Linked DNA regions of Mus musculus: all the other regions are linked to region 1. A link is a contact called in public HiCAR-type, HiChIP or PLAC-seq and promoter capture Hi-C data. All regions are on one chromosome and are shown on one strand. The core of a region is the stretch at or near the end of the contact, and the rest is flanking DNA. Distances in the headings are between cores, read along the strand shown. Region 1 holds the start of Creb5 (cAMP responsive element binding protein 5). Region 2 overlaps Creb5 (cAMP responsive element binding protein 5). Region 3 has its middle 60 kb from the start of Tril. Region 4 has its middle 91 kb from the start of Tril. Region 5 overlaps Creb5 (cAMP responsive element binding protein 5). Region 6 overlaps Creb5 (cAMP responsive element binding protein 5). Region 7 overlaps Creb5 (cAMP responsive element binding protein 5).

Region 1 (3,504 bases), core at 217-2,716:
ATTTGGGCAAAGCATTACGATTCCTAGCCAGTCTAGTCATGATCCTCTGGCAGACTACACAGTCAGGCTGTGATGCATTGGGATGAGAGGCACTATATAAATGTCAGATGTTACATAAATGTCAGGAGCCATTATTGTTTGTTAATGGGGGCTAAACTGTTCCTAAGCAAAGATCCAACTCCCAGCCAGCAAGCTCTTAGTTGAAGTTCTAACCAGTCAGCCATCAGAAAAGAATTAATATGCCTGATTCTACCAAGGAACCCAGGTGAGATCTGGGGTTAGACATGCGCTAGAGTGGTCCCTGATGATCAGGAGAGCTCCTAGCCTTCTGAGTCTGTCTGCCTCAGCTCAGCTGTGAAATAGAGATAATTACAACACACTCCCCGCTTTTCCTTATTCTGTCAAAGTCATATGAGGAAGAAGAAAATGGTGTGGCTTCAAGTGTTTGGCAAAGTGTGAGCTGTTGTTGGATGACAGTGGTCATTTCGAACAGGCTTTCAATGCTCCCCAAAGGGAGAGAGAGCTTCCAAAAGGAAATCTAGCCCTTGCCAGGGATGAGGAAGGTGAGAGCGGTGGCTTCTGGCCCATGCTGAAAAAGGTCAGTCCTCTTTTCCCTTTGCAGACCTGGCCCTAGATCCTGTATTCTAGCCCTGGCTCGACTGCTTCCCAGCCGGCGAGCTTGGGCCAGTAGCAGAGGCTCTGGAAGCAATGGCCAGGGCCCTTCCGGCGCTGACGCGGAGTCTAAATCCGGCTCATCATTTGGCTCTTGGCTGAGATTCGCCTTTCGCCTTTAGAGAGATTCTCTCACAGGTCAGCACATGCAAGGTGCGAGACCAGGGAAGGCTGTGTGTAGTCCTACTGAGTGTGCACAAGAAGTTATATGCCCTTGAGCGTGATGAGGAGAGGGGCGGCGAAATGGAGATACTAAGAAGCCAGCATGCAGAGAACGCTGCAATGAGGTCATGGCTGTCACAGGCAAAGGATCTGGGTATCTTCGGTGGCTGGGGTAGGGAAGTAGGAAGTGGCCTGCATTTGTAAGTGTAAATGTCTCTTTCTACCTCCTTCAGCATCCTTACCACCTCATGCACACACCCCAAACCTTACTTCTTTCTGACCCTACAGACACTTCTTGCAGAAGAGCTCGTGCCGGTGTCTCCTGCGTGGCTCTGTTTGAAACCTTCAGGATTGTTTCCAAGCTGACTCACACCACTAATGTCGGGGGGCCGTGTTACTCGGCGCTGGGCTGTGCAAGCTGTTGCTTGCGCGATCGCGGACGCCGCCGCAAGCACCCGGGTCCGCTCGAGGGGCGGGATTTGGGCGGGGCGGAGACCGGGCCCGCCCCCTCGGCGTGCGGGCCCCGCCCCTCTCTCCCTCCTTTTCCCCAACGGACCGCAATGATTTAGAAGTTCAGGAATCCCACGTGACGTCACCGGGGGGGTGATGTAATGCACTCTAAATAGAATGTATTGTAATCTTTGCTCAGTCCAACGTGGTCCCTTCACCCGGGCTCGGCTCTTGCCTTCTCCACACTTGTTTGGTAAGTTCCTAAAAATACGGCGCGGCCACTTCTGGGCCTTTTGCATTTAGCCACTTTCGCTGCACTTGCCGCGCGAGCCGACTCCGGAGCGTCCTTGTTTGCAGGGGTTGGTTCATCGCTGCAGCCGCGAGGTTACTTAGTCCAATGGGCAGGTCACAGGGCAAGGAGTAGAAAGGATGCGATGCATTTTTTCCCCCTTGATTTGTGTTTGTAAACACTTTGGCGGATCAGAAGGAAGTCCGGCCCCAATTGCTGGTGGACTGTGGAGTTGTGCTGTGTCCTGTAGTCACCCAGAGACCCCACGCCGTGTCCGTCCCGGAGCGCTTCTTGGTGATTGCTGCGCCGTGCGACTGGAGGGATGCTGAGTGGAGCCAGCGCCGTGTCCGACCCAGTGTGCGTGCGTGTATGGGAGCGCGCGTGAGTTTCCCTGACACGGGGAACAGTTATGAATCGGGGGTGTATGTTTGCCTCCAGAGCCCCGGCATGGTGTGGAACCCTTCTGAAGTGTGGTCAAGCGGCGGTGGTGGTGGCGGCGGCGGAGGCGGCAGTGGTAGCAGCAGCAGCAACAGACCAGGAACCTGGAGCCTCCTCGCATCCCGTTTCTCAGTGATGCAGCGGAACCCCGGGAGAAAGTTAGCAAACTTCCAACCGTTGCGGCAAAGTCGCCTGGTCACCTAGGGGCAGCCGAGCGAGTTCGCAGGGGGTTCTCCCTCTCCCGGGTGCCCAGCGGCCGCTGCCAGTTCTCGCGACCGGCCGCCGGCTGCAGCGGGAGGGTCGGTTGCCTTGGAGGGGGACTTGACTTTCGCTCCAGGCGCTCCAGCTCGAGAGTGCTCCGCAGCCCTCGCCTTCACTCCTGCAGCCGCCTCCCGCCTCCGTCCCCTTTGCGCTGGCACTCTTACTTCTTCCGGGCTGCTGCCCCAAATGACAGCTGGGGCCCGAGCCGCACTGCACCCAGGCGGTTCTCAGGACCGGGCGACAGAGTCTGCCTTTGAGCCAGATTCTTTATCGAACCGCTTAAACTTTTCACAAAGTTCTTAAAGGGTTGAGACAAGCAGACACCGCCCCCACTAAGCCACTTTAGAGGGACTATAGCCCGCTTTAATTTTTCATTTATTTTCTAGTCATAGATTTATTTCCAGGGAGTGTCTAGTAGAAAAAGCTCCAGCTTTCCCTGGACGAGTGCCGCCCCCACTTGATGCTGGTTCAACGCTGGGAACTAGAGTGGGCTACTTGTACATCGTTGTCAGTATCAGCAACGCTTGCTTGGTTTTTTATTTTTCCCTCTTCCTGACATGTGTCAAAGAATAAAGGCTGGCTACAGGTCCATTACGTCATTCTGCAGGCCAGTAAGTGTTTTATTAAGGGCTTCAGATATTCAAGGGTTTGGGGGCTCAGAATGCTGTCAAAGCAACTATGCCCCCATCCCCCGGGGCAATTGCGGGTTCTCTGGACACAGCTATTGCCCTCTCTTTCCCTACCCCTCTTCCTCCATCCCTCTCCCGCCCACCTCGTTATCACTCGGCCTGCCCCCGCCTTTTACAGTTTCCCCCAGGGGGAATGCTGTCCCAGGAGTGAGCTGAAGAGCTTCTGGTGCCTGAGCGAGCTCAGTACCTGATGAACGCTCAATCTGCCCTTTTCTATTATTTAAGAAAGGCACTATCCAGGCCCGTTTTTCCCACGCGAGAATGTTCAGCCTGGATAGAAAAATCCCTGGAAAGGTTTAGAAGCCTTATATGCTAATAGCTTGTGCCTGCAGTGACTTAGGAAAGCAATAAGCCACAGCTAAGAGCCCAGAGCCCCGTGAACCGAGCCTAGGAGAAGGATGAAGGACCTGACTAAATCAGGTTTAGCGGGAAAGGATCTAGATTTGACATTTTATTTCCAAAGTCAAGGAAGTGTCTGAGAGCTGAAAGTACCATACAACACTTTGCTGCTGCTGCGCGCGGTACTTTCTTATCCTTATCCTT
Region 2 (3,917 bases), core at 1,270-3,769, 300 kb after region 1:
AATGAAAAGTAGTACTACCTCCAAGAGGTGTAGCACTTTAGCATTTAAAGGATGCTTTCTCTTGGGGGGGGGGGGGGGAACGTCCTAGATGCAAAGGAAACCCATAGAAGAATGTTGATGTACTGGAAAACGTCATGACTAACCTTTTAGTTTACAAAGATATATAAAAGAATGCAGTTAGACTACAGAGGAACAACACAAGAGGCAGAAACTGTTTCAGAAGACCAAGTAAGAGAAGATAGTGTTTGGACCTTGGCAGTGAGGATGGTGCCAGAATGGATGGAGTCCAGGTCAACTTTAGAAGTCTCCACTTGAAGGAACTTGATTGGAAAGACATCGTTATTTATATCTATGCTATTATATCTATGTTAAACTATCATGTTACTACCTAGACTCTGTTAGTTCACATACTGAATATATGTAAAGTTATATGGGACACTCTCTTTGGGTCACAATCTAAGCATGGAGCACTATATTAATCAAGTTTTGTCAGAGAAACACACTAATAAGAAGGAGATGGATGGATGGATGGATAGATGGATAGATAAGTGGGTGAGTGGATAGATGGATAGATAGGTGGGTGGATGAATAAGTGGATAGAAGGATAGATGGGTGGATGGATGAGTGGGTGGATGGATGGGTGGGTGGATGGGTGGACAGATGGATGGATGGATGGATGGATGGATGGATGAGTTAGTGGATGGGTGGATAGATAGATGGATGGGTGGATGGATGAGTTAGTGGATGGGTGGATAGATGGATGGGTGGATGGATGAGTTGGTGGATGGGTGAGTGGGTGAATGGATGAGTGGGTGGGTAGATAGATGGATGGGTGGGTGGATGGATGATGATGATCTCTGACTTACAGTTGTTTGTGGTGCTGGGAACATAGACTCTTCCAGCCTTCTGCTTCACTTTCAGCTCAGGACCCAATAAATCAAATGAGATACTTTACCATAACATAACTGTTAGAATAAGTAATTTTGTTCAAATATAGACTAATATAAATGTTTTAATAATTTTTATGTAAACTCAGCTAAGGTATGACTTGCAATAGTATATGAAATACAGCTATGACTTACAAAATATACTCACAAAGTTGTCATGAGTTTATCCAGATACAGCCCTGTCGTAAGTAGAGGGCTGTCCAACTATCTATCCACCTCCTGTATACCTACCTGACTTAAGGAATTGGCTAATGGCTTATATTATGAAAGTCAAGAGGCTCCAGAATCTGCTGTCCACCAGCTGGAGACCCAGGCGAGCAGGTAGTCTAACTCCTGGTAGAAATCTGAAGGCTTGAGAAAGAGAAGCATCCATGGGATTTGTCCCTTCCCAAGATCTTGAGAAAGAGAAGCATCCATGGGAGTTGTCCCTTCCCAAGATCAAGAGAAGACAAGTAATCATACAGAGACAGCACCCCCTTCCTTTGCTTGAGAACTTTGGTTTCCTTCAGACCCTCTGTTGCTTGATGAACACTCAAATGGAGAAGGCACATTGCTTTACTCAGAGGAGACTTGTCCAGCTGCCCTAGGAATAGTGTTTAGCCAGTTCTCTAGGCAGTCTCTAGCCCACCATATTGATGCTCACAACTTTCACAGGCACTGGGTGACCATCCACAGCTCAGCATAGGACCTTAATGAATGTCATCCCGGCTGCTTAGCAGGCGGGGCCGGTAGCATCTAATACATGATAGTTACAATGCTTCCATTCTCGGGTTTGAAGGATCTTTACTGTTTTCAAAATGCCAGGTTTCCAGCCAGTCCCAATGGACACTGCATTAAAAAGTTAGAGCTATTCATCTGGGAGCCTGTCTTCCAAGACTCCTCAAAATGTCATTCTGCACGATAATAAATGGCAGATACAAATAAATAACATGAAGTTAAACCTTTGTTTTATACCTGTGACTGTACATGAGAAGACATTGTCCCCTCTCCTGCTCTTTAGGACATTGCTTTCCTTCCCTGTTAGGCTTAATGTTAGGGACAACCAAGAAGAAGGGGGCTGTTGCTATTGTTCAAGGAAGTTGGAGTTCTAGAGCACCCAGTGAGAAATTCTTCACCCATTTCCCTTGACTTTTAGACAGATATATTCTTAACTGATGGATTCTTTCTCTGAAATACGCACTTGTTGATCTCTTCCAACGTCAGCTTCCTTAACTATGGGAACCACAGGAACTGATGTAAGTTTAGTGTTATAAAGCTCTTTGAGATTCTTGGTCAGTTGTTTATATTTTATACATAAAGCAGTGGAAGTTCAGAGGCGTTTAGGACTTAGCCCAAGGCCCCCAGGTGAATGAGTGGCTGGCTGAAGCAGTAGTGGCCCTGCGGGTTGTTCATACTCAAACCTACGCCACCAACAACTTAGTTCATTTTACCATTTTACTTCAGATCGACACATCCAGAGAAGGCAGCACTGGAACTTTTCTGTTCTGGGTCACAGCTTAGGGCTCTGAGGAGAGACTTGGCTCTCATCACAGGCCAGTGTAGGGGCTTCTCAGGGAGTCATTGCTTCCTGTGGGTAACATCATGTGGTATGTGCTCAAGTGAACTGCCAGTCGCTTTCAGTTTCTATTTCTAGGGCAGATTTACTCTCTGTAGCTGAAACTGACGTTTACGCTGCCTGCAACCCTACCACAAATTAAAATCAGACCCTGAATCTGTCTGGGGAAGATGTTTATTAAGCTGTAGGAAGACATCTAAAATGAGTCCAAATTACATTTTAAATGTGAAACCCCAAATTCCACATTAATTTAAGGGCAGGAATAAGACTGTCTGGAGAGTAATTTGGGTACAGTACAAGTCACCCCTCTTTGGCACAACACAAGGCCACCAGGGGAGAGAGAAAGGTGCCTCTACATGACTTTTTCTAAAGTATTTCCACCTAAAAGATTTTTTGTTTGTTGGTCTGTTTTTCTCAATGAACTTAAAAGAAAAACAAGCTTTTTTAAAAGACTTGATGTCCTTAATAGATGTAGACATTTAAATTTTTAAATTTTATTTATCCACAACTATTCTATACTTTGTTGGCTTTACTGGTTTTTGAGGCAGAATTGCACTGTGGAACCCAAGCTGGCCTCAATTGTGACCCTCTTGTCTTGGCCTCCCAGGTGCTGGGATGAGAGGTGTGTTCCACTGTGCATCACCCCTTCAAATGTATTCACAAATACGGTGACAAGAGGCTTGGGAGAAACAGCAAAGAAAAACAGGTCAAAAGTATTCAACCCTGGGGCTGATAAGACTGCTCAGTGGGTAAACGAAATGGCCACACAAGCCCTATCATCCGTGTTCGCTCTCCAGACCCCATAGTGGAAGAAAAGACTGATTCAAACAGTCACACTCGTTCATACATGTACATACATACAAGCATGCTAATGATAACTAAGAATAAAGTGAAGCCTAGCTTTCAATGTTTGACCCAGCTAATACAGTCCAATTTATCCAAAATTCAAGTCTTTTTAGGTTTCATTGTTGTTGTTTTGGAGGTTATTTTATTTTGTTTTGTTTGTCTCTCTCTCTCTCTCTCTTTTTTTGCCTTTTAGTATGTAATCTGCTTGCTGTGTTTGTATGTGTGGTGAGTGTGTTCATGCACAGAACATGGCCACTGTCTCTATCTTGCTACTTAATAACAGAAGCAGCCCTGACCCTAGGGAAGCAGCAGCCATGGCCACTTGCCTGTGTGTCCAGTCCATCCCAGGCTGAGAAGGCCTCTGAGATCCTTCCATACAAAGTGCGAAGTATATACCAAGTATCATAATTACAAACTTTATTGCTGAGATTTGATTGTTTCAGATTAGTATCAGTTCAGCTCCTGCAAAGCCAGTAGACTTTGAAGGTAGCTCTGGGAGGTTGTACAAAAGAATGACTTCCTAGAACCCCTGCCCTGCTCCAATGTCCCTTGCTTAAGACAAGGGCTAA
Region 3 (3,877 bases), core at 965-3,464, 470 kb after region 1:
TCACTCTTGTTCTCTCTCTGACTGCGGGAGCAGCTTCCTAATGGGCTTTCCTCAGACCTAAGGCTTCACTGTTTGTCTTTGTCATTCCCATCTTGTTTTGTGGAGCCTGGATTTGATTCCAGAAGAGTTTAAACTGTTTTTCGCTTACTCTGTTCACATTTCAAGTAAGATTGAAACTGTTTAAACACCAACAGAAGGCTTATAGAAAGACTCAGGGTGACAGGAATCGGGGTGACAGGAAGCAGGGCGACAGGAAGGTCCCTTTCAGGTCACACATTGTTGTTCAGATTCATCTTCAGTAAATGACTACAGCTGGGACATCTATATAGAGTTTACTCCAAAGAAATATTTTGTAAATGCAGTGTCTTATATAGCCTGAAAATCACACATGCTTAATGTGTGGGAGTATTCCTGTGTGTGCCTCCCGCATCAGACTCCATCAGACCCCGTCATAACTTCCGGTAAAGACACACAGAAAAGTCTGCATTAAAATAGGGTTGTCTCTACTATGCAGAAGTGTGTGTGTGTGTGTGTGTGTGTGTGTGTGTGTGAGAGAGAGAGAGAGAGAGAGAGAGAGACAGAGAGACAGAGACAGAGACAGAGACAGAGACAGAGACAGGAGTGAGAGACAGAGGCGGGGGTGGGGGTGGGGGGCAGAGAGGGAGGCAGAGAGGGTTATGTAGCCCTTCAGTGGTCACCGTGAGCAGACAGCTTCTGTTTATTGAGTGCCTTCATTTTTGGTGTTCCTCGGAGTCCCATGAGCTAACACTGAACTAGGCATGTGGAGCTCACAGAACCATTTGTGCGTCTCTCTGCCATTGCAGGTTGGTTACATTTTCCTTCAGTTGAGCCTCCTGTCAATGCCTGGGTAAGGCCAGATAGCACTTAATTGCAATTAATTCTGGAGTGTCTTGGCAGGGAAGGACTAGCTGAAATGAAGAGCAAGTATATTTATGTGATGAATAATATTAGGACCCAGGGGGGTATTTAGAAGGTGGAAAAAAGGAGTGGGTTAATTTTGAACCATTTTCAATTTCCATACCAGTCATTACCCACATTAGTGGATTTATTATGTTCTTTTTCTTTCCCTAATAAGAGCCTTGTAAAACCCAGCATATCATCAAGCAACCTAATAATTACTGTATTTAGGGGCAAATGTTAGATCCTAGACAGAGACTGTTTATCACGTCCTGCTCCCTAAAGTTCAACTGAATAGCCACTTTTCTGTTTCCTCATTAATAATTATAATAAGTAAACTGCACAAAAGAGGAAGAAAGAACTCAGCAAATCAAAACATAGCAAACTGGGAAGGCCAGAGCACTAAAGCATCCTGCCATGACTCACAGACCACGTGAGCCGTTAGAATCATGATTCTTAATTTTCCTGACCAGAACTCTGAAGGGAGCAGAAACCGGCACCAAATGAATCCACTCAATTAATGAGGATGCCCAGATGGCAAAGAGGGAAATAAATAATTCCCTCAGTCTGCCCTTTGTCACCTCAACCCCCAAGTTGTAGGCCTCCTTAGGGATTTCAAAGCAAAGCTTAGTGTGACCAGGAATGTGGAGGGTTTGCTACCCTTCAGTCCTTAAAGCTCTGGGCAACAACCAGGAGGCATCTGTGAGGAAGCTGCCTGCTGGCTTTGCTCTTGAGGATGTTTTCAAACACCATAACCCACTCACCTCAGAGGGCTTGCCCCCCTCATCCTTTCCCTTCTCTTCCTTATCATCCATTTCCTTCCTTTTTATTCATTCTCTCTCTCTGGCCCCCCAGTTTCTCTTTCTCTTTGTTCTCTTTCTCTCTTTTCTCTCTCTCTCTCCCTCCCTCCCTCCTCTCTCTTAATTTAAACTTGTTTCTGTCTCTTTGGACCTCCCACACACACACACATGTTTTTCTTGCTGATTTCCCTTATATATTACACATTTAACAAACTTATCTCTTGCTTCAATTGCTGAAGGTGCCACTGACAGAGGTCTAAACAAAAGCTCAACACCCAAATAACCTATTCCTCCTGTGAGTAAACCCCTCCACTTCCCCCTTCCTATTTTTTTTTATCCCAAAGCAGAACCAGTCACCTTTTTTGTTTACAGGTTTACTGATCTCTTCCCTTCTGCTAAGATCCGGGCATTTTGAGGCGTGTTTAGACACCTCCTGTAAGTATTCCCCAAGGTGAAAGCAACCACAACTCCTCACTCTTTGTCTTTGAAAGCTTAGACCAGTTGGAAACTTTGGAACAACCACTTAGTGCCAAATCTGCCCTTGATCTTCTCTTTATAGCACATGGGGTTTACACTGCGAGCCAGATTCAGTCCCCAGGGACCTCTGCTGGGGAACACAGGAAGAATTCTCCCTTCTGCAGGGAGTGTTTTCAGGCCAGAATGCATAAACCGTTGAGAACATCTCCCGTGGAGTCTGCAGAGAGGAAGATAATCCATTACCCTGCAGGCAGTTGGCCTTGGCGGGAAGGACTGGGGCCGCCTCCAGTGACACAAAGGAGAGCTGCATTTGAAATCTCCCCAAAGCCAGGCCTACTTTCCCCCACGGGTTTTGCATTTCTCAGACAGCAATGCAAAAGGAGATAGAGAACAGAAATGCAAATCGCAACCTTTAAGAAAATATATAAACCCAAAAGATGAATAAGGGCCTTCTAGTTCCATAGATGCCAAAAGCATCCCTTTGGCTAAATGAAAAACGCATTCCCAGCTGCACCAAGTCTTCCCATATTGCCCAGATGAAGCCAGCCTCTGCAAGAGACGGCCATACTTCAAAGAGCAGCACAGAACCTCTTTATCACCACAGGATTTCACAAGAATCTAGAGAAAGGCAGAAGAAATGAGGGCAAGCTAAGGCTGCCTTAAAGAAGCCTGGTTGTAGACACTGAGCTGAGGGCCAGCATCACTGAGGGAAGCCTGGAGAGAGGCAAGCAGAACCGGCATCCAGTGCTCACATCCATCTGGGGAGAGATAGACCTCCTGTGCTTTGAAGCCCAGAGCCATCGCAGCAAAGGGGTTATAAAAATGCTTTGGAGGTTGACCTGTCCCTAAAGCACAAGGAGGCAGGATTTGGAGAATATCTGTGCAAATGGTGGGCTCCACCCGGAGCCAGGGGAAATGCTCAGTTTGAAGGAGGGAGGAGCCATCAGGGGGAAAACAGGCACGTGGTCCAAGAGGAGGAAATAGAAATGGAACACAAATGTGCAAAAATACACCTGAGGACAATGCTAAGTCAAAAAAGTCAAATCTGCAAGAAGGTCAAATTTATCACTTAGACTAAAAGGAGAAAGGGATATGAAGCACACAGGCAGAATAAAGGGAAAGTTCTCTACAGCTAAACTGTGGGATGGACCCACACAGACACACACACACACACACACACACACCGTCAGTATCATCACCATCACTATCACCTCCACCATCACCAAATCTGCCCATGCACCTCCAACACTACCACCACCAATAACACATACACAAACACGCACATATACACCATCACCGTCACCACCACCACCACACCACTACCACCACCACCACATCTACACACACACCACCAATAACAACAACAACACACACACACACTCACAGAGACTGATAGCATTTATCAGAATTAAAACAAGCTTATCCTTTGGCTCCACAGTTCCAATTCCTCTTCCTGAAAGCTACTGATAGACTTGTGCTCTATCGTGCACACAACAGCAAGCTTTTAATAAGAGAAAGCAATCTATTAAAAGCATTTACAACTAGTATGGTTTATACACATGCTTGCACAGAAATGGAAAGATGCATAATACATAGTAAATAGTGATTGTGTCTGGGGAGGGAGAGCATTAGGAGCATTTGTGTTTTACAAAGTTTGAAATATTTTAGCATATAACTGGGTC
Region 4 (3,393 bases), core at 833-3,332, 440 kb after region 1:
TTTTGGCAGAGACATTTCATACTCCTCAAATACATACTTCTTCTGTCATATTAAAAGCCACATTTGCAACCAGAGCCCCATTGATGATCTCTAAGCAATGGGTGTGATCAGAAATGGTATTCACCACTTCTAGATCACAGCATTTAAAACTGGATGTGGGGTGGGTGAATGGCCAGTTCACCTTCTTCCCTGCTGTGAAAGTAGAAACCAGATGTTGGCTAGCATGAAAGCAGTGTAGATGGTGAGGTGCCACATGAAGAAGAGATACCTGAGGGGCTATATGTAAAAATCGTTTCATTAAGTCACTGAGGTCTTGATAGTATTGGTTGCTGTGATCCAACTTATCCAGCATAATCACTTTAATTTCTAGTGTGTCGTTCGGTTATCAACATGACCAGAGGTCCCCTTGAGCTGTGGCTAGTCATCCTCTTACTCTCACTAGAGACATGGATCCAATGAGGGTCCAGCCCTGGAGTGTTGCTGGATCCAGTAGTGATGGGTCAGGCCTAGAATCTCCTTGGGCAGTGCCACATGAGGATTAGCAGTTCAAAGTTGGCCTGAGCTACACTGTACAATAATGACTGTCTCCAGAAAACAAACAGAAGAAATGGAGGGAGTGTCTAAACAGCCAACAGGATTGCTTTTTGTAGGCCAGCCTGCTTTTATTCACTCACTCACAATATTTATTGAGCTTTGAGCATAAAGAAAACACAGACTTGCTGGCACTAGAGATATAGGGTTCATTGAGAGTTGGTCCATGGTCATATGGAGATGATGTTCTACTGGGATAACCACAGCACAATGTGAACAAATAAGATAAGTTCAGAGAGTGGTTAAGTGCTGCTAAGAAAATTCCCAGGGCAGCATGAGAAAAGAATGGGCAGTCTGAAAAGGTCTCCAGCGGGGAGAGATACACTGAGCCCTAATGACAGGAACCAGCCTTGGCCAGACCTGGGACAGAGCCAGGCAGGAGGAACAGCAGCTGAAAGCAAAGAAGCAACCGAATTCTTAGATGGAGGCTTTGTGTTTTCTGCTGGAGAGAGCTAGACTATCCAGAGGGAAGGGAACGGGACACAGAGAGAATGAACAGAGCCCCAGGTGAGTCTTTCAGGGCCCTCGAGTCCACAGATGGGTGTCGGGATTGGATTACAAGAGCAGAGGTAGCTATTCCATGTTCTCAGGGAGACAAGGCATCAGGTTTGATTGATGATGAATGAGTTGGAATGATGGCAACCAGCAGCCTGGGTGAGAAAGGAGGGCACAGGGTCTGAACAGAGTGATGCTGAGAGAGGAATCGGGCCAACTTATAGTGGGAATGACTGGGCAGATGTTGTGCTCTTTGCTATGGTGGTGATATCAATTACTGGTTGGATTTTTATCAACTTGATCCAAACCTAGACCTACCTGGTAACAGGGAATCTCAGTTGAGGAACTACCTCCATCAAATCAACCCATGGGCATGTCTGTGGGACATCTTGATTGATAGTCAATGTGAGGAGTGTCACCCCTGGGCAGGTGGTCCTTGGTGGTAAAGGAAAGGTGGCTCAGCCTCTAAGCTGCACTGTTCTGTAATCCCTCCATCAGATCCTGCCTCCAGGTTCCTGCTTTGAGTCCCTGCCCTGACTTCCCTCACTGATGAACTGTGCCCTGGGATTTGTAAGTTAAACAAACCCTTCCTTTCCCAACTTGCTTTTGGTCATGGTGTCCATCACAGCAACGGAAAGCACACTAAAACAAACCAGAATCTAAGATTGACAATTAGTCATATATATTAAAATGATGAAAATAAGATGGTTCCAAGGGTCAAAAGTTAAAATAATCTTTAAAAGCTTTTGAAGGTATCGACATAAAGGAATCTAGTCCTAACCTAGAGTAGAGGTATACTGTTAAGCATACATGTATCTTGAATTGTTGCACCTCACCACGTATGTGTGTGTGTGTGTACATGTGCACTTACTACTTTTTAACTCAAAATTCAAGAGTTGAAGCAGAATTCCAAAGGGAGACTACAGGGGTGAGACAGGTGGTGTGGCAGGACAAGGTTATATCCAGAGCTGTAAATCTGAGTCACATCCGTTTGCAGATGTTATTTAGAGCCACAGAAAGGAATGAGCTCACTCGGGGAGACAGCGTAAATACAGACAAGGTCCCAGGACTTTGGATCCAACATCAATCCAGAGGTCATCAAGAGGATGAACCATTCTTCCAGAATAGTGACACCTTTTCCACTCCAGAAGGCTGCCTGTGTTTAAAATGTTATCCAAGGACATAACGATTTCCCACGTGTCTTAATAATAAACGCCATGGCCCAGTGTCCTGTGAGTTTTAAGTCATCCAAGTCACCATGGAAAAGCGCCTACAGGCGATGGGAAGTGCATGTTACTGGGGGTCAGGAAAGCCTGCAAGCTATCAGACATTCTGTCTGCCGGTCACTGGTGCTATAAGGACCGTTAAGTCACAGTCGGGCTGCATCTCATGTTCGCCTCTGTACCTTGGAAGTAGAAATGCCTCCACTTGGGACACCATCAACATTAACTAGGGCACAGGTGGGGGTGCCCGGCAGAGCTGTGTCCTTTAGGAGCCACTCAACACGTGCCACTTAAGAGTAAACCCAACTAAGCATTAGGCTTCTAAGACTAAAGAAATGATGCCTAAAGGCAATGTGGAAAAATAGCAGGGTGGAGTCTGGTGGGATCCAAATAAAGTCTGTAGGGAAACGAACAGTATCCTGTCAAGGTTAATTGCTCCTTTAATTCATTTGGACAAATGTAACAGAGTCTTCCAAAAGTTCTCATGAGAGGGAACCAGACAAAGGAAGGGTGGGCGGGAACTCTGTATTTGCCCAGCAGCAAAAAAAGTGAAAGAAAATTCTGTGTCTCAGTCACATTTGCTGCGTTTAAAGTGCCTGGTGCCAGTCACCAATTGCGTGAGAACTGCTCATTTGGATAGCTTCCATCATGGCTCTGCATTCCATTGGACAGCACTGCCTACAGGATTAAACACACATAGTAACGAGGTACGATGCTGAGCACAGCATCATAGGGGACTCAGCAGCTTCAATGAAAGAATCCGGGTAAAGTACAGATTAAAAAAAAAAATCAGTCTGCTCTCCCTGACTGGCACCGCCTCTCTTTGTATGTTCTTCTGTCCATCAACATGGGACATGGTTATGACAGATGACAGATCTCCAAATCACCATTTCTTAGCTCCCTACCACAGCTGGATCTACCCTGCGCCAGCACACTTGGCCCCAATATGGAGATTGAAAGTGCATATGGTACCCAAAGACAGAGTCTGCTCGTCAACTCGCCAGCACATGGGGTTTTAAGGGTTTGATAGTGGCGGGGAACCGGTGGGAAATTGTCTTTTGAACATGTGGAGCTTTTGGCTTTA
Region 5 (3,722 bases), core at 888-3,387, 410 kb after region 1:
GGACACTAGGGAAAGGGACTTCGTAAGCTCCAACTGTGAAAATTCAAATAAGGATGTGGGCTCTAACATCACACCCTCGAATTACAGCTCGCTTCTATGGCCTGTCTATAATGTAAAAAATCCATGCACTATATAATAGTTCAGAAGGGCTCTGTTCACTACACAGATTACATTGTTCAATCATCAGCTGCTAATAACCTAAGATTTATTATTATTATTTTTCTTAAGCCTATGGAACCAGCTCTGCTGTTCTGGTGGGCAAAAGCAAACTCACTCTTGGAGCAACAGAGAGAAAGCGAGGCCAGCGTTTCTCGGGGACTCGCAGTCTGCCAGAACAGTCAGACTCCTTGGCTGCTGACCGAGTCCCATGGAGGTGGCCAGGCTGGTGCGCTCATCTGAGTAGTTCTGATTTATATTTTCAGCAATGTCCACGGACTTGCCCATTACGGAAAGCAGATCAAACCCAAACCACAGTTGTGCCTCCTTGAAACAAGCCATTCTACTCTGCTGGTGTTTTACTATCGTGTTTCACAAATAATAGGGGCTAATGTTTCTCACTAGCAGTCTGGGCATATGCTGGTGTTTCATCTCTGCCCAAATAATTCACCTCCTAACCTATGTGTGTGTGTGTGCACATGGATGTGTGTGCCTGAGTGTGTGAGTGTGTGTGTGTGTGTGTGTGTGTGTGTGTGTGTGTGTGTTTATGAACAGTATAGGTTTTAAAAGAACAGTATTTTACAAAAGCCATCACTTTTATAAGAGTTCTGTAAAGGAAGGATGTACTTCTTCGCTCACTATAGTTTAAAAAAAATTCTATTTTAGAGGAAAAAAAAAGAAAATATGAGGGCTCTGAGCATGACTTTTATAACTAGTTTCAGTTTTATCTAATAACTTACTTTTAAAAAATCAATATTTATCAATAATTTTCATGTATGCTGTGCTTTTTGAGAGACATGTTTGGCTGTTCAGTAAAGCATAAGAGTATATGGCCTAAGAATCAAAAAGAAATGAAAAAATAAAATAAAAAGAGGGAAAAGAAAAATGAAAAGGGAAGAAAGAAGATGGAGCAAACAGAAATTTCTATTGTATTTTAGGAAAATGCATCATTTTCAAGTATTTTAAATACTGAGTTAATATTGTTATTTTTTTTTTAATTCCAGCAGTAACAAAATGGTTTAACCTAACTGGCTTGCTAAGAAACGTGTAAGTCTTAGATTTGAAAGAATTTAACATTCATAGCTCTGGATTGAAATCAAAGGTCATTTTCTGCAAAATTCCTTCCTTAGATCAGGTCAGTGCTCTGCTCCCTTCAAAATAGAAGGGGCAAGCTAGAGTGGCAGAGCTTGTGGCTTCTATCTGACACTTGCTTTGGGTAAACAGGACCTTTCCCTCCTGCCTGCATGTATAGCACTTGAAGAAATGAATTTTTTAATCCACTAGTAATATAACATCCAGGGAGTGACCCGCCACTAAAATGATGATTTTCAGTTTATGTCTCTCCCACCACTCAACTGAAGTGCTTAGCCGTTCCAGGGACAGCCTTTGCAGTTAAGAACTTGCCTGGGTTTTCTTAATTCAGAGACTCGACAGCTTGACTGATGTGCATTATTTATAGCTCAATTATGTCTGTTTTTTATGCTAAGTAGGCAAGCCACCACACACAGCAAACCTTTCTCAACATATAATTAGGATAAACTGCCTTCTTGTTATGGGCAGGCCCTTTAGGTGTGTTTGTTTGCAGTATGGATAGAGTCGGTGAGGGTGCCAGCTCGCTGTCAGTCGAGAAAAACTTCTGGGGAAATCTAATTTCTGGTTTATCCCTAGTCAAGATTCCACAGAAAGGTCCATCCTTTACCAGATCTCAGAGCCTGCCTGAAACAACCCTTGCACTGACTGCCATACACCAGCGATTCGAGGAGAGCATCTCTCTAATTCCTTTTCATCGTCTTCTCCCATCCAGTTACCAGTGTCAGCCATACAGACTTTCAGGAGTCAGTGGTAACAGCCTTCAGAGTTCCCCCGTCCAAGGAGGGAAAGAAAGTTCAAGAAACACTGCCTCTCTTACTCCTGTGTGGCTCCATTATCACAGGATCTGCTTCTGAAGTCCCTGCCAGCCTCCTGGGCACTTCTCCAGTACCTCCCTGCCTAACATGCTGAGGGCTGGAAACTTAGTGCACATCCCCACTCACTGAGAGAAAGACATGGCACATGAATGCTTCTTAGAAACACCTTTCTCAATCTACGATGCTGGGATAGGCAGACTCAAAGTCCCAGCCCCGGATGAGTGTTCGAATCTCAAAGCTAGATATGGAGTTAGCTATGATCTACTGGGTGCTGGTGACCCTCGTCATCTCTTTACCCACATGTCAATGTGTGCGAGTTGCCATATTAAAACAGCCTGTGGGTGACCGATAGTGTGTGTGCTGTTGAGGTGTGTATCATAAAGACTGGGGTGACTTGCTCAGCCAGTGCTCCGTGGAACTAATCTAATCAATAAAATGCAGTGGTTATTCCAAGAGAGGTGTCAGTGGGGAAATGTTCCGGTAACTGTTGCCTTCTAGGAAAGCAGATTATAGTGGCCTAGAGTTTGCCATTAGAATCATAAACCAGCTTCAATTTAAAAAAAAAGCCCTTAGCTGGGCTTATTTTTAAGCATCAGTAACTGCTATAAAACTAGCCTTTCAGTTAGAATAGGATGTCCTTCCTTTTGAGCAAAACCATCTAAGAAAATATATATGTATGTATGTACAGTGGGATTCAAGGACCAAAGCAAAATTTGAACAGGAATCTATTAATTTAGAATGTATAAGATATTTATTAATAAATGTTATTTTAAACATTCCATTTGAACAGTATTCTTCTGTAGGCTCTATGTGTCTTGAAAATGTTAGTCCCTAATAGCCTGCCCTAGTTTGGGTGCCATTTTTCAGGGTCTTGGGTGGCTCTTCCTGTCATTTGCTGGAAGCCCGCGCGCAGATCTTTGTGCATCTTTTGAGGCTTGTTTACTGCTCTGTGAGTTCTTAGTTAATCTACCTTCTGAGAAAGTTTTTTTTTTTTTAAATGTATTTCTTCTTTTCATTTTTTTTTTTTTCACGTGAGCTCTTTCATTTAGGAAGCAAATTCAGCTAAAGGGCATCAGTGATGGGAACCCGAGCGGCTTTGGATTTTCTTTTACCCATAAAATGCCTTCCTCCTGGCTTCTCTTCACTGCATGCCCATCTCCAAGAACACCCAGCACCACTCAGCTCGCTGGAGCTGCCTGGCCCCTCCCAAACAGCGAATGAACTGTGTGCAGCAGCTTTAAGCTTTTAAGCTCCACCCCCACCCCCACCCCCACCCCCACCCCTATCCCCATTGTATCAGAAGCAAAAGGGAAGCACCTTCCCAGGATAAACCCGTGCCTACGCGACCGCGGTGATTTAGAACCTCTTTTCTGCTTTTTAAAATAATTTATATTTTAAAGTTGCACTTTACCTCTTTGATTCCTTCTCGTTCCTATGCCCTTTTCCTTGATCTTCAGCTTGCCTGGGACCTTTACAACTGTCTGGTGAAGACTCTCGGCTGCACCCTTTCAAATGCCTTCCAGGGCATGTACGCCCAGTTTATGTGTGCACACTCATTGCTAGTCCTCACAGCCTTGTGAAGCGTGCTAAAGAATGCCAAGAAGAGCCAATACACGAAATGCTTCGTCCCCTTGATCTCTTTCTTCCTAGCATTGTTTT
Region 6 (3,582 bases), core at 853-3,352, 260 kb after region 1:
TTCAAGAGCGAGCTTTGCAAATAATGGAATACCTTTCTGTGCAGACCGGATCCCAGACACACATTATCCCTTCTGAGAACACATTTATCCATCTGTATGGCACCAAAAGCCATACTCACACCAGCTATTTGTATGAAGGGACGAAGTGTATACTGGATATGGTGGTGAAAAGGTTTTCTTGGTATAGATTGGAGAAGCAGGTGACAAGTTCAAACTTTCAAAGGAATATCTCTGGACAATTGCTTTCAAAATATAACCTATTGGGTCAAGAAGGATTCAAGGACCAAGCCAGGGCTCACTGGGACAAGCCCTGGCAGTGGTGTTAAAGCTGCATTTCTCCTTAGTGGTCCCACCCCTCCCCTGCCCTGTGTCTGCACTCTTCCTCCTTACTACCACCACCCCACCACTACCACACCCCTTGGTGTGGCTTCAAAAGAGAAATTGCTCCAAATCTCTGCCTTCTGGTCATTGAATCTCCTTTGTGAAACCAGTTGCTCAGATGCATACCAGCTCTGCTCATTAGCATCTAGCCACGAACCCATCCCTGGAAACAATCTGAAGTGTCCTCCTGACTGTGGTTTGCATGTTCAAATCCCTTTCCATACAGAGGGCCCTGACTGAGCAAATGAGGGGATGGACTGTTCACTTCTCAACTGCTTACATAGTCGTTGCTGGGCCCACTCCCTCATCTGTGATCTGCAAATCATTTATTTTGCCCCCCTTTTTTTTCTCTTTTTATTGTGTTTGTGTTTGGTATGAGGGTGCATGCATAGACTCACATGTATGTGGATGCTAGAAATAGAAGTTGAGTGCCTCCTTCCATAGCTCGACACCTTCATTTTTGAGACATGACCTTCTCTCACTAAACGCACAACTGTTCTTTGGGCTGGACTATCCGGCCACCAAGTCCCTGAGGCCTGTCTGTCTCTGTCCCTGCAACTCTAAGGTTCTAAACACACTCCACAGTGCCAGATGTCACATGGGTGTTAGGGCCTGCACTTGGGTGATCATACTTACACATTGAGCATTTAACCCACTGAGCTCTCCCCAGCCCACTACTGTCCTTAATGTATAGCATGTGCTATAAATAAATGCAACAATGGGGGAAGAAATGGCTCACTTCAGACGAATGATAGAGTTAAGTATTGTCTTAGTTAGGGTTTCATCACTATGAAGAGATACCATGACCAAGGCAATGCTTACAAAGGAAAACATTTCATTGAGGATGGCTTACACTTTCCTAGGTTCAGTCCATCATCATCATGGTGGGAAGCATGGCAGAGACCAGGCAGACATGGTGCTAGAGGAGCCAAGAGTTCTACCTCTTGATCCAAAGGCAGCAAGGAGAAGAGTTGATGTTTCACACTGGGCGTATTCTAAACTTTTAAGATCTCAAAGCCCCACCTCCATAGTGACACACTTTCTCTAAGTGTATGTAGGAGGCCACACCTCCTAATAGTGCTTTTCCCCATGGCCAAGCATTCAAACACATGAATCTATGGTGTGTGTGTGGGGGGGGCGGGGGCAATACCTATTCAAACCACCACAAGTATCTAATTGCTTTTGTTTGTCTTATGACCATTTCTCCTGTATAATGACTCAGGCTTTTGTATTTCAAACACAGGGGTAAAATTTTTCAAAGTCGAGGTAGTAAAATTCATTTTATTCATCTTATGACCAACTGCCTGGAACCAGAAAGAAACACAATTATGGCGTGCTTGTGAACTGATTAGAGCGTTTGTTTTATTTCAAAGGCTCTGTGAGGTTGACTCTGTTTGGAGTTACAGGCAGGCAGGCAGGCAGACAGGAGATGCTTAGGCTCTGGAGGGATATACATACAGCAGTTATCATCCTTGCAAGAGAAGCCCCTGCTTGCAGCTGCTCTGGGAGCCCAGGCATCTGGGAACAATGCATATCTGCACTCAGGTTCCAGAAACACGAGAGACACTATCAAATAGACAGCTTGCCCAGAGCTGGCTGAGTGGCTGTCCCAGGAGGATGCAGCCTGGTGTTCTCAGACTCAGAGCTGATTAAAGCCAGGGGTGACCGGAAGGCCATGTTGAGTCTCCATTTTGGGGAGGGGGATCAACAAAGGGCTGACAGCTGCAACCCAACAGCCCAGGACTGCAAGGAGTGCAGCTGCCTCCTGTGGAGGGGGAAACAGCATGGAGCTAAGCTAGCTTCAAGTTCATGGTTGCTGGGGTTTTTTTTGTTTTTTGTTTTTTGTTTTTTTGTTCTTCATCGGCCCTTTTATTGGCCAGGCCTCCCCCCACCTTTGAATCTGGGCTCTAAAGATGATACATGTGTCAAGATTTACCACAGGTCTTCACATTGAGGAGATCTGCAAAATGAGAACAAATGGTTTGTTTGGTTCTTGGCCGCAGAGCCCTGACCTACTGACTCACTCCTTTCACAGACATGGATGGGAGTCGATGTTTTAAACAACCTACTCAAAAAAAGAGTGCTGGGCGGATGGGATTTTCCTGTTTATTAGGCACGCCTGAGTAAAGCCTTTGCAGGCAATTATTGAGATCTGGAAACTCCCCCTCTGCAGCTGGAACTGGTCCCCATGGCACTTCAGAAAACAGGGGTGGTGGTGGAGCTCCATGGCCAGCCTGATAGGATATTTTGAGCAAAGGGGAACAAACCAAACTTCCAACAAGGCAGTCGAGCATCCATGCTCTCCAGGAATGGATGGACAGCAGGTGTTAGGCGCAGGGTGCTCTTTCTTCACCAGGCACAGGGACTTCTTGTGTCCTCTCAGGACACCGCAATGCAGGGAAGTAGCCAGACAGCCATTGCATGCAGGGAACCAAAGCCCTTGAGTGACATTTCATTGCTAATCGGCACAGTACCTTTTGGCAGAAGGAGCTAGAGAATGAATTTTATAAACAAACAATATTTTATGACCACTTATTTTGCAATTATTTTTACTTTTTAAACTACCTCCTAATTTAAACACACGAAATCTGTTTTGATGAGAATTAGATTAAGCCTAATTAAATTTCAGCATGCATTTTACACTTCTAGTCTATGACGAGTTTAAAACACGAGAATGAAGTGCAAATACTATACGGTTCAAGATGGCAAACCAGCCGACATGCCAAGCTCCCTTCTCTGCTTCCCCTGGAAGTAAAGGCAGGTGTGGGCAGGTGTGTGTGTGTGTGTGTGTGTGTGTGTGTGTGTGTGTGTGTGTGTGTGTGTGTGTGTAATAGAATTGGGAAATGGCACTATGTCTCTAGTATTAGATCTGAAATTTTGAGACAATTCTGGAAGATTAATTAGAGCAGAAGAGAAATCATATAGGAAATTGTTACCCAAGGCACAAATGGAAGCCGGCCCATCCCCCTGGGTCATCATACTCCAATCCTTAGCATTGTAAAGGAAGGAGTTGCCTTGGGACAAAAACCCACTACAGAACTGTATGAACTCAAAATAGTTGAGATCATTGGCGTCTCCCTTCTTCAGTGCGTATTACATTTGTATCCCAATGATAATAACAAGAAGAGCCTATGCACAAAATGGCGTAGCTATTATGGCTTATAGCTTATCTACAGAAACAAAGACAGCATTCTAGAAGCA
Region 7 (3,616 bases), core at 1,030-3,529, 340 kb after region 1:
CTTTTTCATTTCTGCATCTAAAGCATGAGGATAACTAAGAGCAAGTCATCCTTTTATAGGGTCATTATGGAGGTTAAATGGGGTAATACTCTTAGCACATATTAATTTGTTTCTACATGTTTTTTTCTTTCCCCCATCCCCATTTTAAAGAATACTCTTTGTTGCTGTTTTAATTTGTTTTTAAAACATGCTGTGTAAACTCTATAATCCGAGAGAGCAGAAGTACAGGCTATAAGAGATAGTGAGTTACTTTTAACTGTTCAATAGAGATGTGAAGACACTGGCCATAGAATTTGGGTCTTAAATTCACTTAGTCATCATGTTCTTTATGGAGACATGGATATAGGAAGAAGCCATGGGATTTATGTAGCTGTTACTTTGAATTTGCAGATGAGTTAAAATATATAAAATAAAGACGACTTTTAATTCTTTTCAAATTGTCCAAGACTTGCTTTAGAAAACACCTTAAGGCAGAGTGATTTCAAATTTCAAACATTTAATTTTTATATGCCTGACTAGAAATTAGGGCTACTTCCTAGTCATAGGAATGTAAAAATATCTTTGTCATTAAGTATTTTACTATTAAAATGAACACAAAGGATAAAATTACACAGAATTTACTAAAGGTTAAATTCTGTTGCTTAAAACAGACATTCACTGTGGCTGCAGAAATTGCTGTTAAGTTTTACAGATATTGGAAATACGCCTATCTCTGAGATGCAACTGTATACTCAATATGACATGAGTCCTGCCATTCCAACTGCTGTGTTTTCTTCCTAGAACAATTAGGATCATTCTTTGGTTCTTAGACTCTGAAAATAGGCTTAGTGAATTGCTAGCAGCAGAAGCATTGGTTCCCCAGTCTCTCGAACTAGGGTAACTACATCTCTAGGATGCTATCAGGAAAGCACATTGGCTAGTGAGCCTTTGGAACAAGAATGATAATCAAACGTAAAGACTTGATTATTTTCAAGTCTGATGAGTGAGTCTAGCTGTCCTTTAGACCAATGTGAGCTCTTTAAGATTGCAGGATCCTAGCAAAGGAGTACTTACCTCACTGGGTCGCAGTAGGTAGCAAACTCTGTCTCCTGGGAATTTTCTTGAGGAACAAGTCTGGACAGAGCCATGACTTAATGACTAGAGTTGTCTAAAACCAAGTTGTTCTAAATTCCAGTTCAGCATAAAACAAGAGTATGAGTTTGTAGGGAAAGATAAGATAAAGGGCTGTGCCACCTCCTCAGGCAAAGACAGTTTGTCACACTGTCACCAGGAATTTCCTCATGTGTTTTGTTGCAACAGATCAGTTTCACACATTTGTTGTGAGGAAATGTCTCTAGCTTTCTACAGAGCAATCAGTTCATTCATTCATTCTGTACCCCAAAAGTCTTTGTTGAGCATTTTTAAAGTTCCACTTTACACTTGGTCCATAGAAACACACAATAAAGACTTTGTGTTCCTAACGGAAGCCTTTAGGAATTCACACTCTCATAGGGGAATGAGGTACACAAATGGATGACTAAGTTTGATGTTAAGTGTGATTTCCCTTAGCCCAGTAACTCTTTCAGAAGATTTCACAGCTATATCCAGGCCCTGTGCTCTACAGTACAGTAGCTACCAGCAGCATATGGATATTTAAATTCTAAATTCACTAAAATAGATTATAATCTAAAATACAGTGCTAAATCTTAGTGCCTAGATTTTAGTATAGATAACTACTACCTGTGGCCCGTGGCTCCCATGGAATACACCACAGATAGGAACACCATAGAAACGTCTGTGCATCAGCGCTTGCTAATGGAAGCGAATTCTCCCTGATTTGCCAGGGAGAATGTACAGCTCTTCGTCCCAAAGACGGGAGGAGAAAGACCACTGACCCAAATCATCATGGCCAAACCAACTAAAGCAAGCAATTCATTAAAGCAAGCTCTTTTATTCACGTACACTGGCTGCCTCCCCGCTAAGGCAGGGTTTGAGAGTTTAGCATTAGACGTGAGAAATACTTCAAGTGTAAACACGTGTGGATATGGAAGGAGCATTTAGACTTGAGACCAGGTTATGTATGCTCTTGGCTAAACTGTTGTTCCTGATCAGGGTCTTGAAGATCGAATAGAATTCAGAAGGAGAGGCAGAATTAAATTCTTTACCTTGCTTTTTAAAACCTTGAAGTTTTACTAAGTTGGTGTAGCACTGGAATTCAGCAACCGCCCTGGAAGCTGAGCCTCTCCTACTGGCATATTCATGAACGTCTTTCTACTAAACCTCTCTTTGTGCTACAGGGAGCTTATTTGGCTCTGCTAACTTACAAGGAACAGCCTCCCTTCTAAATGGGGTTAGTGTGGATTAGTTCAGGGAACCTGAGCCAGATCTTGTTTTCATTGGATGGCTGAAGAAAGGATTTGGGTAGGGGGAAGTGTTGCGGATTATGCAAATCACCGGCTGATATGTAGGCTGGAAGCTCTTAGGGACTAAAAAGGCAGGTTTTCCCTATCCACTTACCAACTGGTCAGTGATCTAGTTCACATTTCTGGAATTTCAGGGTAGACGGCTTGGACAGATGCAGCGAAAATGTTAGTAAGCATCCATGAACATGTGATGTTTGTCCTCTGGGTTATAAAAGTCAGATCTCTTAGAATTCACCCCTGGCATGTTAAAAGCAGGTTTGTCACTAGCAGACTCTGCCAATGGCCACTTCCCTTCTCCCTGGCATTTTAGTTCAGCTGGGAATGTCTACCATTGAGATCTCAGGTCCCCTGGCAGCCTCGAGGCCTTCCATGGATTATGCTGGTCCTTGTATGAACATCACCAAATCTCAGACAGCCTTCTGAAGAAAGGTTCCAGGTTAACCCAGGAAAGATGGACTCAAAAGGAGGGGAGGGAATTTGCTAAACAGCCTATACAGTGTACAGGGAGTTCAGTGTTCAGCAGGTTTTCAGAAACTGTGTGGTATCATGAATGAAATATGTGGCAAAGCAGTTTTCCATACTTCCATTGCTAATCTCCTTTAAAAGGACTTGCTAGCATTTACTTCCTTATCTCTTCCAGTAGAAAATTCTTCAATATACATAGTCCCTGGAAAACGAAAGGGCATTAAGGGAGATGGCTTACATGTTGGAAGAAAAGGAAAAATTATCTTAACGTCCTGTTGTTATTTGAAATGCCATTTCCTCCATCTCTAAATTTTAGTTAAATGTGAATTTACTCACGTAAAAGTAGCTCAATGATAGATGCAGCCCTTCTGGCTCTTATGTTCAGCTTCTCAGCATCACGAGTTCATATGAACATCTTACCTGGTTGTGTGAGGATTTCTACATGCTTGGCAACTGAACTGGCTCCCATTTGATTAGAAGGTCTTGCCTTACTCGGAATGCTAAGGAGAGGAACACTGCTCACATGACTTTTCAGAGCCTCCCTTGGATCTTCCTGGTGGATCTTCTACAAACAGTTCCAGTTAGAGCAGTTCCAATTCTCACAAATGTGGGTGGTGTTCCCACTGTGTGTGTAAAAGTCAGTCATTCAGAACTCAAAAAACACTTTTCCTCACATGACATGTCAGGGACAGGGACTTTCCAGGGCTGCCCACAAAAGCCCGTTTATGCCACAGTGCATCAGACAGATC

The links. Promoter capture Hi-C pulls out the DNA fragments that hold promoters and counts their contacts. HiCAR-type assays count read pairs that join an accessible place to other places. HiChIP or PLAC-seq counts read pairs in DNA pulled down with a chosen protein or histone mark.
Region 2: an H3K27ac HiChIP or PLAC-seq map of bone marrow-derived dendritic cells shows a contact between it and region 1, with 7 times the contacts expected there. The contact joins the enhancer-like site here to the promoter of Creb5 in region 1. A contact is called at or near these places in 10 of 39 promoter capture datasets (the SN4741 cell line, cranial neural crest, hematopoietic stem and progenitor cells and 7 more), 7 of 484 Hi-C or Micro-C datasets (bone marrow-derived macrophages, brown adipocytes, cortical neurons and 4 more), 9 of 115 datasets of contacts at active chromatin or transcription factors (astrocytes, bone marrow-derived dendritic cells, bone marrow-derived macrophages and 5 more) and 3 of 9 other capture datasets (adipose tissue, embryonic stem cells and pancreatic islet).
Region 3: an H3K27ac HiChIP or PLAC-seq map of stem cell-derived neural progenitor cells shows a contact between it and region 1, with 6 times the contacts expected there. The contact joins the enhancer-like site here to the promoter of Creb5 in region 1. A contact is called at or near these places in 9 of 39 promoter capture datasets (HPC-7-derived erythroid cells, cranial neural crest, embryonic stem cells and 5 more), 6 of 484 Hi-C or Micro-C datasets (bone marrow-derived macrophages, embryonic fibroblasts, nephron progenitors and 1 more), 9 of 115 datasets of contacts at active chromatin or transcription factors (astrocytes, bone marrow-derived macrophages, embryonic basal ganglia and 5 more) and 2 of 9 other capture datasets (embryonic stem cells and macrophages).
Region 4: a promoter capture Hi-C map of trophoblast stem cells shows a contact between it and region 1, with 4 times the contacts expected there. The contact joins the enhancer-like site here to the promoter of Creb5 in region 1. A contact is called at or near these places in 19 of 39 promoter capture datasets (the 3T3-L1 cell line, 3T3-L1-derived adipocytes, the HPC-7 cell line and 13 more), 1 of 15 datasets of contacts at CTCF or cohesin (large pre-B cells), 44 of 484 Hi-C or Micro-C datasets (the 63-12 cell line, the AML12 cell line, B cells and 27 more), 17 of 115 datasets of contacts at active chromatin or transcription factors (astrocytes, bone marrow-derived dendritic cells, bone marrow-derived macrophages and 13 more) and 4 of 9 other capture datasets (adipose tissue, embryonic stem cells, liver and 1 more).
Region 5: an H3K4me3 HiChIP or PLAC-seq map of embryonic forebrain shows a contact between it and region 1, with 4 times the contacts expected there. The contact joins the enhancer-like site here to the promoter of Creb5 in region 1. A contact is called at or near these places in 9 of 39 promoter capture datasets (cranial neural crest, hippocampal neurons, liver and 5 more), 3 of 484 Hi-C or Micro-C datasets (bone marrow-derived macrophages and uterus), 10 of 115 datasets of contacts at active chromatin or transcription factors (craniofacial prominence, embryonic basal ganglia, embryonic forebrain and 7 more) and 4 of 9 other capture datasets (adipose tissue, embryonic stem cells, liver and 1 more).
Region 6: a HiCAR-type map of fibro-adipogenic progenitors shows a contact between it and region 1, with 4 times the contacts expected there. The contact joins the enhancer-like site here to the promoter of Creb5 in region 1. A contact is called at or near these places in 5 of 39 promoter capture datasets (cranial neural crest, hippocampal neurons, macrophages and 2 more), 4 of 484 Hi-C or Micro-C datasets (bone marrow-derived macrophages and uterus) and 6 of 115 datasets of contacts at active chromatin or transcription factors (bone marrow-derived macrophages, craniofacial prominence, embryonic forebrain and 3 more).
Region 7: a contact with region 1 is called in an H3K4me3 HiChIP or PLAC-seq map of embryonic forebrain, with 4 times the contacts expected there. The contact joins the enhancer-like site here to the promoter of Creb5 in region 1. A contact is called at or near these places in 8 of 39 promoter capture datasets (cranial neural crest, embryonic stem cells, epiblast stem cells and 5 more), 3 of 484 Hi-C or Micro-C datasets (bone marrow-derived macrophages, nephron progenitors and neural progenitor cells), 15 of 115 datasets of contacts at active chromatin or transcription factors (bone marrow-derived macrophages, cardiomyocytes, craniofacial prominence and 11 more) and 5 of 9 other capture datasets (adipose tissue, embryonic stem cells, liver and 2 more).

What each region holds. Positions count from the first base shown.
Region 1 is chr6:53,285,837-53,289,340 of GRCm38.p6, forward strand. Creb5 (cAMP responsive element binding protein 5) reads left to right here and starts at 1,467. Exons shown (of 11, transcript NM_001327821.1): 1 at 1,467-1,537.
Region 2 is chr6:53,587,437-53,591,353 of GRCm38.p6, forward strand. The region is part of intron 5 of Creb5 (cAMP responsive element binding protein 5); the gene reads left to right. The region is part of intron 3 of Gm33392 (a long non-coding RNA gene); the gene reads right to left. Among named protein-coding and RNA genes, the nearest start is that of Gm33392, 3.5 kb to the right of the region's middle. Within about 2 kb of position 2,520, at least 135 of the 459 cell types and tissues checked have an H3K27ac peak or open chromatin away from gene starts, as enhancers often do. A contact at or near this core is called in adipose tissue, bone marrow-derived dendritic cells, bone marrow-derived macrophages and 5 more, where this site is marked.
Region 3 is chr6:53,758,492-53,762,368 of GRCm38.p6, forward strand. No RefSeq gene overlaps it. Among named protein-coding and RNA genes, the nearest start is that of Tril, 60 kb to the right of the region's middle. Within about 2 kb of position 2,215, at least 54 of the 459 cell types and tissues checked have an H3K27ac peak or open chromatin away from gene starts, as enhancers often do. A contact at or near this core is called in bone marrow-derived macrophages, macrophages, stem cell-derived neural progenitor cells and 1 more, where this site is marked.
Region 4 is chr6:53,727,734-53,731,126 of GRCm38.p6, forward strand. No RefSeq gene overlaps it. Among named protein-coding and RNA genes, the nearest start is that of Tril, 91 kb to the right of the region's middle. Within about 2 kb of position 2,083, at least 10 of the 459 cell types and tissues checked have an H3K27ac peak or open chromatin away from gene starts, as enhancers often do. A contact at or near this core is called in trophoblast stem cells, where this site is marked.
Region 5 is chr6:53,695,009-53,698,730 of GRCm38.p6, forward strand. It overlaps Creb5 (cAMP responsive element binding protein 5), which reads left to right. Exons shown (of 11, transcript NM_001327821.1): 11 at 1-3,722. Among named protein-coding and RNA genes, the nearest start is that of Gm33392, 100 kb to the left of the region's middle. Within about 2 kb of position 2,138, at least 28 of the 459 cell types and tissues checked have an H3K27ac peak or open chromatin away from gene starts, as enhancers often do. A contact at or near this core is called in craniofacial prominence and embryonic forebrain, where this site is marked.
Region 6 is chr6:53,543,694-53,547,275 of GRCm38.p6, forward strand. All of the region lies in intron 5 of Creb5 (cAMP responsive element binding protein 5), which reads left to right. Among named protein-coding and RNA genes, the nearest start is that of Gm33392, 47 kb to the right of the region's middle. Within about 2 kb of position 2,103, at least 36 of the 459 cell types and tissues checked have an H3K27ac peak or open chromatin away from gene starts, as enhancers often do. A contact at or near this core is called in craniofacial prominence, embryonic forebrain, fibro-adipogenic progenitors and 1 more, where this site is marked.
Region 7 is chr6:53,622,717-53,626,332 of GRCm38.p6, forward strand. The region is part of intron 7 of Creb5 (cAMP responsive element binding protein 5); the gene reads left to right. Among named protein-coding and RNA genes, the nearest start is that of Gm33392, 32 kb to the left of the region's middle. Within about 2 kb of position 2,280, at least 38 of the 459 cell types and tissues checked have an H3K27ac peak or open chromatin away from gene starts, as enhancers often do. A contact at or near this core is called in craniofacial prominence, embryonic basal ganglia, embryonic forebrain and 4 more, where this site is marked.